Regions from separate parts of the Oryctolagus cuniculus genome. Here region 2 is linked to region 1. Evidence: chromatin contacts called from public Hi-C data. All regions are on one chromosome and are shown on one strand. The core of a region is the stretch at or near the end of the contact, and the rest is flanking DNA. Distances in the headings are between cores, read along the strand shown. Region 1 overlaps DAAM2 (dishevelled associated activator of morphogenesis 2). Region 2 overlaps KIF6 (kinesin family member 6).

Region 1 (5,159 bases), core at 1,168-3,667:
TGCTTTGTTTTTGTTGTTTAAGATTGCTTTAACTGTTAGGGGTCTCTTGTGTTTCCATGTGATTTTAAGCATTGTTTTTTTCTAGATCTGAGAAGAATGTCATTGGTATTTTGATTAGGATCACACTGACTCTGTAAATTGCTATCAGTACTATGGACATTTTGATGATATTCATCCAGTCCATGAACATGGAAGATTTTTCTGTGTGTCTGTCTTCATCTATTTACTTAATGTTTTGTAATTTTCAGTGCAGAGATCTTTCACCTCCTTGGTTAAATTAATTCCAAGTTATTTAAATTTCTTGTAGCTATTGTGAATGGGACTGATCTTAAAAGTTCATTCTCAGGCATGACATTGCCTGTGTATACAAAGGCTATGGACTTTGTGTGTTGATTTTATATCCTGAAACTTTACCAAACTCTCCTATGAGTTCCAATAGTCTCTTAGTGGAGTCTTTCATTTCTCCCTATGTATAGAATCATGTCATCTGCAAACAGGGATAATTTGACTTCCTCCTTTTTGATTTGTGCCCCTTTGAGAAAATACAGTGCAACCCCTCAACCTCTCGTTGTCAGGCCCTGTCCAGTGGGCTGGAGATTGCTCACTGCCAGGCATGTAGCTGGGGGGCCACACCTGCCTCTGTAAAGGCAGAGGTTTGTAGAAACATTGCTTTGTGTTCTTAGTTTTGCGTTCTTAGGCTCAGTAACTGTTTGCAAGGACTGACTCTGTGGGGATGTGAGTGTGTGTGTGTTTGTGTTCGTGTCTGTGTGCCTGTGTGAGCATGCACATGTGTCAGTTTAGCTTTGTGCATGTCAGTGTGCATATGTGTGACTGATGTAAATGTGAGTGCCTTGTATGCAGGCGTGTGTGTGGATATGTGAGCGTGCATGTGTATATATGAACATGTGTGTGAGTATGCACATGCATTGGCTGTGTACACTTGTGTGTATATATGTGAGTGCCTTGTTGCAGGTGTGTATATTTGTGTATGTATGTGAGTATGTGAATGTGTATATGTACATGTGTGAGTATGCACATATGTGAATTGGTTATGTGCATATGAGTCCATGTGTGAGTGCCTTGTATGCAGGTGGGTGTGAATGTATGAGTGTGTATGTGTCCATTTTATGTGTGAATATGCACACGTGTGAATTGTCTGCTTGAGCAGGTATGTGTGTGTGCATGTGTGTATGAGTGGATGTTTGAGTCGGCTGTGTGCATGAGGGTGATTGTGAGTGCATGTATCTGAGCACACACATGTGGACTGACTGTGTGCACATGTGTGCATGTTTGAGCATGTATGTGAGCATATATGGGTATGTGCATGTGTGAATTGACTGCATGTATGAGAGTGCACATGTGTGAACTGGCTTGTGTGAACACATGAGTACAGTGTACATGTCAGCAGGTGTGTGAGTATATGTGTGTATACATGTATGTGTGAGCACACATGTGAGTATGTACATGCGTGAATTGACTGCATGTGTGTGTGAGTGTGCAAACATGTGAACAGGCTGTGTGTATGTGTGCTCATGAGTGTATGTGGTTCTGTCCTGGGGGCAACGCCAGGCATCTATAGCTGGATCCATAGGGCTGGTCACAGAGGTGAAGCAAATGGAAACCTGTTTGTCTTGTCTCCTCCCGGCCTGCAGTGGGAGAGCTGTGGTGAGCAGAGCCCTGCACTAGACAGAGGCACTGCCCATACTGACGCTTCTGGACAGAGTACTATGCCCTGCAGGGCCCCTGGGAAAGTGGGGTTGGGGGAGAACTCCTGATGGCCAGCCACGTCCTAGAGGTCTGTGTTGGGCCTTCTGGGCCCCTGGGTGCACCTGCCTCAGGCCAAACCTGACCCTGCCCATCCCACACAGCTCAGAGCCCTGGAGTCCCAGCAGGGCCACTTGGCTCCGTGATCTGTCTGATGCTTACCTAGGAGCCACCCCGCTTCCCAGCTGTGGGAAGCAGATGCGCTGGGAGCACCCAGGATGGCGCAGACGCCTGGTGACTTCCTGCCGGAGCCCACAAGGCCTCACCTGGGGTCTGAGCAGCCACGGCGAGAGGTGCATTCTTGCAGGGCCTGTAAGCCCGAGAAGGCAAGAACTTGGGCCTGCACCCCAGTGGGCGGCAACTCCTCCCTGGCCATGCCCGGTCTCCTAGGCACCCCGCAGAGGAGCTGCACGTATGCACGCTTCAGTACAAGTCATCCTCTGAAACCAGGCAAATGGGGTGCTATTCCACTTCGCAGAAGAGGAGCTGAGTTTCTGGGCAGTGAGGTGGCCTACCAGGATTGCATGGCCAGCTAACAGTACACACGTGCCTGCTAGAGCCCCGTGTTCTCAGCAGTGCCACCCAGAGGGCCCCTTCCCTCTCTGCAGCTTCCACTGGATTCCCAGTGCCCTGCACCTGCTGGGCATCCACCCTTGAAGGCGACTCCCGAGTGGAGTGGAGCATGGGATCCACCAGTGGGCAGCTCTCAGAGGGCCAGGGACTGGAGCAACATCTCTGCCCTCCGCCACTCTGCCCCAAATGTCCAAGTCCTTTTTCCCTGCCTGCTTCCTGCCCTGCCTGCTGCTGTGAGCCACGAGCCCTCAGGCAGAGCCAGAGCCAGCGATTCATGAATCCTTGTCCTGTTTCCAAGAATCTCCCGAATACAAAAATTCCTCATGGAAAAGCCAAACATTCTTGGGGAAAGTGTGTGTCACCAAGAGAGCAGGATCCCTCACATTGGACAATGAGATCAGGCCGGGCCAGGAAAATAAGTAGGGACTTCAGGGCCAGATGGAAGCTGATGGGCCCTCCCTGGCGGTCCCAACCCCAGCTCCCTGCTCCTTGCGGACTATAGTGGGAAATTTGACTTCCCGGTTCATCCGAGGGCACTAAGCACGGGACGCTTCCTTTTGGATAGGGGAGGAGCAGAGAGAGGCAGACTGGGGCCATGTGTGTGCATGTGTCTGTGCATATGTGTACACCCCAGTTTTCTCACCCCTGGGCCATCTTCTGTGCAGTTACTCTTAGCATGAGCTGTTGACTTCATGAAGAGCCTCCTAGTGAATTTTTGGGCTGGGAGGGTTGTCAGGGAGTGAGTGGTGGGCGATGGACCCAGCTGCTCTTCCATCTCTGGGAAGCACCTCCTCCCAGATGGGGGCAGCTCGGCTTCCCAGAGGGTCTCGAGTATGTGTGCAGGAAAATCCGCTTTCACAGCCATGGATGCAAATTCACGGGCCAGAAACATAGAACGAGAACCAAGCAGGGACACGTGAGTGAGCAGAGTGGGCATGGAGAGGTTATAACCAAGAAAAGCATTGGAAGGATGTATAATTAGGAAAAAGCATTACCCCCTGATCATAAAAGAAATGCAGGTTTAGTGCAGAAAATACAGAGGCAGAGGACAGCAATTCAGTTAGCTGATAAGCCCGTCCCTGGGGGACTGGAAGAGGTCTAGATCTTTCTGTCCCTTCAACCCCTGCCCCCCAGCTCCCTAGCTGGCCACAAACCATGCTTGGGAACTGTGTCTTCGCACTTGAGCTACTATTTGGTGAGTGACAAGCGTCTTCTCCCTACACAGACTTCTTAAGGCAGGGTTGAGTACCTACTGTGTGTGCAGATGTCAGGCCGTTTTGTGTCTGGTTTTATACAACCAGCTGTTTAAATAAGTTGTGATGTAAGTGCGGAAAGTTGTCTTGGGGGACACTTTGTTAGACAGCTCAGAACTTAGGGAGAAGTCCCTAGAATGCTGGATGATAAGCGATGGAAGATCCCTTAAATGATGGGGATGAAGGGATTCTAAGTTCAGCCTCCTCCTCCTGCAGGGGCTGTGAGCAGGGACTAGCAAGCTCCTGGGTTTGACCTTGGCGGGGTTTCCCTGGCCATGGGTAGAGCACCAATGACCTTATGAAGACTTCGAATAGAGTGGACACTCTAGTGAGCACATCACAAACAACTGATTTTTACAACTGAAATTTGGATGGTGAATTTGGCCCATTTTACAGATTTGGAGACTATAGTGTAGAACAGTTAAGACCCCTGAGCAGGAGTGGGCACTTGATGCAATGGTTAAGGTGTTGCCCGGGACACCCACATCCCTTATGGGTGTGCCTGGTCGGAGTCCAGCTCTGTTTCTGATCCTGGTTTCCTGCTGCAACACTCCCTGGGAAGCAGCAGATGATGGCTTGGGTGCTTGGGTCCCTTTCACCCATATGGGAGATCCAGACTGAGTTCTGGGCTCCAGGCTTCCACCTGACCCACCCTGGCTGTGGTGGGCATTTGGGAAGTGGACCAGTGGATGGAAGCTCTCTCTTCCCCTCCTCTCCTTCTCCCCTTTCCCCTTCACCCTTCCTTTCCCTTCCCTTCCCCTCCCCCACATCCTTCCCTTCCTCTCCCTCCTCTCCACCCCTTTCTCCCCTTCCTCTTTCTTTCCTTCCTCCCTCCTTACCTCCCTCCCTTCCTCCTCCTCCATCTCCTCCTCCTCTTCCTCCTCTCTCTAGCTCAGCCTTTTAAATAAAACAAAAACAATAATGATTTTAAAAACTGGAACTCTGAGCAAAGGGCACAGCATGCAGTAGCAGAGCTACAGGTGGGCCTCGCTGCGCTCTCTCACCGCCCGTGTCCTGCACAGCGCCCCATGCAGGGCTGTCTGCCACTCAGAGTTGCTTCAGTGACTTTCTGGGTGGATCCACCAAAGGGCACCAGGGTCATCTGAGCGAATCATGTGTCCCAGAGGGAGGGGACTGAGCCCTGCTGTCTGGAGAGGGTTTCTGGCAGATTGCAGGAAGTTGGTATCCCTGATGCCATGCCCCTCACTGCTGGGCTATTCCAGGGTTGAGTTGCCTCCAGCAGTGCCTGCCCTCCTCCAACCTCATCAGTCTCCACCTGCTGTAATTCTGGGCATCTTGGGAGTTGATGTGATGGCACATTGTCCCCGGGGGAGTCATGGCCTGGAGATTTGTCTCCCAAAGCAGCGGGTAGTGGCTCTGGAGGGCCTCCATGGTGGGACCCCTAGGACCAGCATCCCCTTTGAGATGGGCTCGTCCTTGGGCCCCAACCTGACTCCTGGATCAAACTCTGGTTTCCCAAGCTCCCAGACCACCCTGCTGCACACGTGAGCCTCAGAGAGGGCAAAGTAAGCAGGTGGCTTTGGATCTGACTTCCATCCAGCTCGTTAG
Region 2 (4,933 bases), core at 2,016-4,515, 490 kb before region 1:
AGAGCTGGATTGGAAGTGGAGCAGTTGGGACTGGAACCGGTGCCCATATGGGATGCTGGTACTGCAGGTGGCGGCTTTACCTGCTACGCCACAGTGCTGGCCACAGGATTTTGTTTTCTATACATTTTCTAAGTGCCTAACTCGTTCAAAGTAGCACATGTGATTTCTGTACATATGAATGATGAAAAGAATGGCTTTAGCAAGTGGGACCAAGATCCTTGGTGATCGAGGGCTCAAAGGAATCAGCAGCCCCTTCCTGGAGCTCTGCTGTGTTTCTGCAAGGAAGAGGGATCAGTGGTGGCTTGAGCAGAGGTTGCCGGAGAGACGTGGTTCCTGTGGGGCTATGGTGGCCTCCATAGCGGCTATGCCGGCTGGCTTTGGTGTCATCCAGCTGTGACCAGCCCTGTGATGAGAGGCTGTGCTCCTGTCTGGGCTTCTCTTTCACCGATTCCCTGCGGCCGGAGTCAAGAGTCCCCGGTGACTCACTGAGCACCTGCTTGCTGGCCTGGGGGAGTGGACCTCCTTTTCACAGGACTGAGGTCAGGGACTTCAGGAAGGCCGAGAGACCAAGGTCATGGAACGAGCAAGTGGCAGTGGCTCGAGTCCAGCTGGGCCCTCCTGATTCCAAGGTGTGCTGGTTAATTTTATGTGTCAACTGGATGGAGCCAAGGGACACCCAGGGTGCATCTGTGAGGGTGCTTCTGGGAGAGAGGAGCACTTGAACGAGCAGACCGAGGGCAGGAGATCCCCTCCATCAGTGTGAGTGGGTGTCACTGATCCACCGAGGGCTGTGCTCCCTTTGCGTCAGCTGGTCTATCCGTCTCTTCCTGCCCCTGGACATTAGCTCTCCCGGCTCTCAAGCATTTGGACCGTGGCTGGGACCCAGGCCACCAGTGCCCCTGGTCCCTCGGGCATTCTGGCTTGGGCACCGCCCCCACCAACTCTCCTGGGCTTCCAGCTCCCTGGACTACTCAGCCTCCCACTATCACAAGACCCAGAGCTCTCCTATTTGTCCACACATGTCCTGTGGGCCTGCTTATCTGCTGAACCTCAGCTGCATTCAAGACAGGTCCCAGGGCTGATGCAGAGTCCCTCCCGCCCCCCGCCCCACCTTCTCCAGAAGGGCTGGTTGAGGGAGGCTGGAACCACTCAAAGGGTCTGAAGTCCTGGTGACTGGGAACTGGGGGGGGGGTGTCACTCCTCCTCACTTCCAGCCTCTGTGCTGAGCCTGGAGATCTGGCCAATGACTCAGTCACTGGAGCACAAGCAACCGAGGACTCAACTTGCCTTGAGTGGGGAGACTTCATCATTGCTCTCCCGGAGCCACCTGCGTTCTCTGGGAACCAACTGAGGTGTCACCTGCTCCCTTTGCAGTCAGCTATCTTTATCATTCATCCATTGAATCCACCCAAATCCCTGCATGTCTGCACCGAGGTTGCGAGGGTTTCCTGCGTTCCCAGGGGAGTCTGCATTCACACAGGCTAACACTATGGCTCTGGGGAGCTGATAGGTGTTACAGAATCCATATGTCTGCTCAGCAAGCAGGAAGCGAATACCACCTCAGCCCCATGGAGTGTGCTGGGCACTGGGGCATTGCTTGGTCCCAGCCCGTCCTTTTACGGCTGTTGGATCCCAGGCACGTAGCCCCTTAGTTACCTAGGTGCACCTGTAGGGTGCACGGCGATTCCTCAGATCTCACCGATGTATTCAAAGCCTCTCGTGTGCCCATCACTGTGCTCTGTGCCGGGGAAGGGGAGGTTCTCTGTCCAGTGCGAGGATGAGTGGGAGACAGGATGAGCACAGGTCAGTAAGTTCCATCACAGATCTCTGTGCAGAGCTCTGGGTGGGCCCAGAAGCAGCGGCACAGCTCTGGGGAAGGGAAGTTGGAGCTGCCTCTTTTGGGAATATTTTCGACAGAGCCCCAGGTCTGAGGGAGGGAGACACGTTGAAGGCTGCGGATTCGGGGCTGGTGCTGTAGCACAGTGAGTTAAGCTGCTGCCTGCGGCACCAGTGTCCCGTATGAGTGCTGGTCTGAGTCCCAGTTGCTCAGCTTCCCATCGAGGTCCCTGCTAACGGGCCCGGGAAAGAGCAGCAGATGACGCAAGGGCTTGAGCCCCTGCCAGGCACATGGGAGACCCAAAGTTCCCAGCTCCTGGCTTCAGCTTGGCCCAGACCCGGCCGTTGTAACTGGGGAGTGAACCAACAAAAAGGTTGTCTCTCTCTCTCTCTTTCTCTCTCTCTCTCTTCCTGTCACTCTGCCTTTCAAATAAATAATGAATAAAATCATTAAAAAAAAGCTGCAAATCTTTTTCTGCACACATAAGTGTGAGGGCAAAAAGACAAAGAAAGGTTGGTTGAACTGGGGTGGGGCCCAGCTGTTGGCATGCTGAACCCCCCTCCCCAGCACCACAGCAGAGCCCCGTTTGTAAACCACTGGCCTAGAGGGTGCTGGGTGGGCCTCTCTAGTTCTGTCTCCATGGATGGCTCCTTTCTGGCTCCTGGGATTCCAGGTGTTACAAACTGGATCACGGCAGGTAATTGGGGAAGTCTGGGGAAGCCATGGGTGGTGGTCGAGCCTTTTTCTTTCTCTCAAAGTTGTTGTCCCCAGGTATAGAATTCCAAAAAGCTCTTCAAGACTCATTCTTACTCAAGTTTTCCCCAATAGGAAAAGGCGGAACAGTAGCCTCAGCTGAGAGCAACACGGATGCCACAAGAGGGCGCTGTAGCCCAGAGTCTGAAACCAGGATAGTGCTGGCAAGCAGGGAACCATCGCGCTTGGAGCCTCATCCGCCTTCCTTTTAAGGTCTGGGCGTGGGTGTCCGGGGACACTTAGTGCACACTGATTGCTGGCAAGTCGAGGTCCCCACGTGGCATTGTGGCCACAATGGCCTGTCCGAAGGGGCTGCTTTGTTCTCTGTCCCTGGGGTGGTGAGAGGCGATGGCAGGGAGAGCCTGGGACCCAGGAGATGGGGTTTGAGGGGCAACAGCAGATGCCACGTGCAACCTGCAAGTCTCATGTCAGGGCGCATTTTCCTGTCTTACGTATTAATCACTATTAGTGTTCCCATATTCTAGACACTGAAACATGCCTACAAGAGGAAGAAATGGAACGTTCCTGTAGGTTATGTTTTCACAGATGCTGGGTCGAGGGGTAGGTGCGGAGACAGGTGGGCTGATTTGCAATGTGCCCCACTGTGCTGGGCACATCTGTGAGCTTCTCAGGGGCAGTGAGACTCCTAGGGCTGGTCCCGGCTCTATCTGGGTCAAGTCCATGGCAAGTTCACTCAGAATCAGTCAGCAGAACAGCAGAGCTTCTGGGTGTCGGCTGGCAGCATGGCCCCAAGGGCGGAGCTGGGTGCAGGTGAGGGGCAGGGGAAGGCCCCGGGGTGGGGCGGGGAGTGAGCGCTGGTGCAGGTCAGTGAGCAAATGCTGAGGAATTCCACTGGGTGCTGGCTCTTGCTTTTCCTAAAAGGCCTCTTTGACCAAGGCTTCCTTGCTCAAATATGCCCAGCGGCTCAACCGTCTGTTGAATGCAAGCTCAGATTCAAGGCTCTCAGTGAGCTGGCTGGTCCTACTGTTTAGCTTTGCCCTCAACTCTTTCAAATCAATCCCCTAAGAGAGCCATTCTACACACACACACACACACACGTACACATGCCATATAGACATGCCAGACACATATGCCACATATACATGCCCCCACATGCACATGTATTGCACACACGACATATATATACGCCTGCCACACATATGCACATATACCCCCCCACACCATATATACATGCCCCTCCATATGCACATATACCACACACACACACACACACACAGTGTGCACCCCAGCCACCCCCCACTCTTCCCGGTGGTTCTGAGTCCTGCCCGTTCTTCAAGACCCAGGCCAGGCCTGTGGCCCTGGGGACACCCCCGGGGTGGGGCTCTTCCTGTTAAGTTCCTAAAGCTCTGATGGCTCCTTCCTTTCTCCAGGCACACTTCACACGCTTCTTGGCAGGGGTCTGCCTATCTTGTAGACTCTAACCGTAGGCACTCATTAGCGCTTGGATTGTGAACTGAGAGAAGTGTCTGGGGGAGAGCGCTGGCCCCCAGTCCCAGGCTGGGTTCTCCCCGCTGGATTCCTGCTCGGTGTGACCACGGGGGAGCAGAGGACCTGGATTGGATTACCCCAGCTGCTCACGAAGACGCTCCCACTGAGTTATGCTTTAATGTCAGGCCTGTAGCTTTTATAGCGGGTCGATAGACGAATCAGCTGCTTAAACAACAGTTTGGATCTTCCGTGAAACTGCAGTTGAAGACATCACTCACTGTGTCAGTCAGTGTCCTTTATACCAGGATTCACACGATAAATTCTGGCTTGTGTTTAGTTCCAGGGAGAAATTCTATTTCTGCAGATAAATTAGTTAGTGTGCTTCCTGCTGTCAGAAAATGAAAACTGGCGAGCTCCGGGTCCTTCTCTTCTTGCTTAGCGGCGAGGCAAGAGAGAGCCAAATTTATTGCTCCTTGTTTTGTAATTTGCTCAGCGGTGGGGTCCAAAAGCACTTACTCCTTCTCCTTCTTTTAAATGGACTTGATTTTACTGGATGCTCAGATGGCTCGTGCGAGTCTGGAAGTCATCTGGGGACGCAGCCACGTGGCCGTGGATTTGACCGGCTGGGTGCTCGTGCCAGCTGCTAGGGCGACGGGGAAGAACCTGCGCCCAGCTTTCAGGGTACCCCCACTTCAGCACGGAGAACCATTGTGCGAGGGAGTAACTACAAGGCAAGGCTGGTGCTCTGCCGGAGACGCACGGGCTAGAGGCAAAGCGGGTCTGGGGAGAAGAGCTCAGGGCAGGCCCCGTGGAGGAGGCCCAGGCTGAACCGGCTCGCGGCCCCTGCAGGAAGGGGACGGTGAGCGGAAGGACTCACGGGTCTGGATCTGAAAT

What was found. A called contact is a pair of places that touch in the nucleus more often than the background predicts.
Region 2: a contact with region 1 is called in a Hi-C map of an unstated tissue, with 5 times the contacts expected there. The contact joins two enhancer-like sites. A contact is called at or near these places in 2 of 6 Hi-C or Micro-C datasets (skin fibroblasts and an unstated tissue).

Annotation. Positions count from the first base shown.
Region 1 is chr5:129,835,884-129,841,042 of mOryCun1.1, reverse strand. The region is part of intron 1 of DAAM2 (dishevelled associated activator of morphogenesis 2); the gene reads left to right. Among named protein-coding and RNA genes, the nearest start is that of DAAM2, 25 kb to the left of the region's middle. Within about 2 kb of position 2,417, at least 2 of the 8 cell types and tissues checked have an H3K27ac peak or open chromatin away from gene starts, as enhancers often do.
Region 2 is chr5:130,330,858-130,335,790 of mOryCun1.1, reverse strand. The region is part of intron 15 of KIF6 (kinesin family member 6); the gene reads right to left. Among named protein-coding and RNA genes, the nearest start is that of KCNK16, 37 kb to the left of the region's middle. Within about 2 kb of position 3,265, at least 1 of the 8 cell types and tissues checked has an H3K27ac peak or open chromatin away from gene starts, as enhancers often do.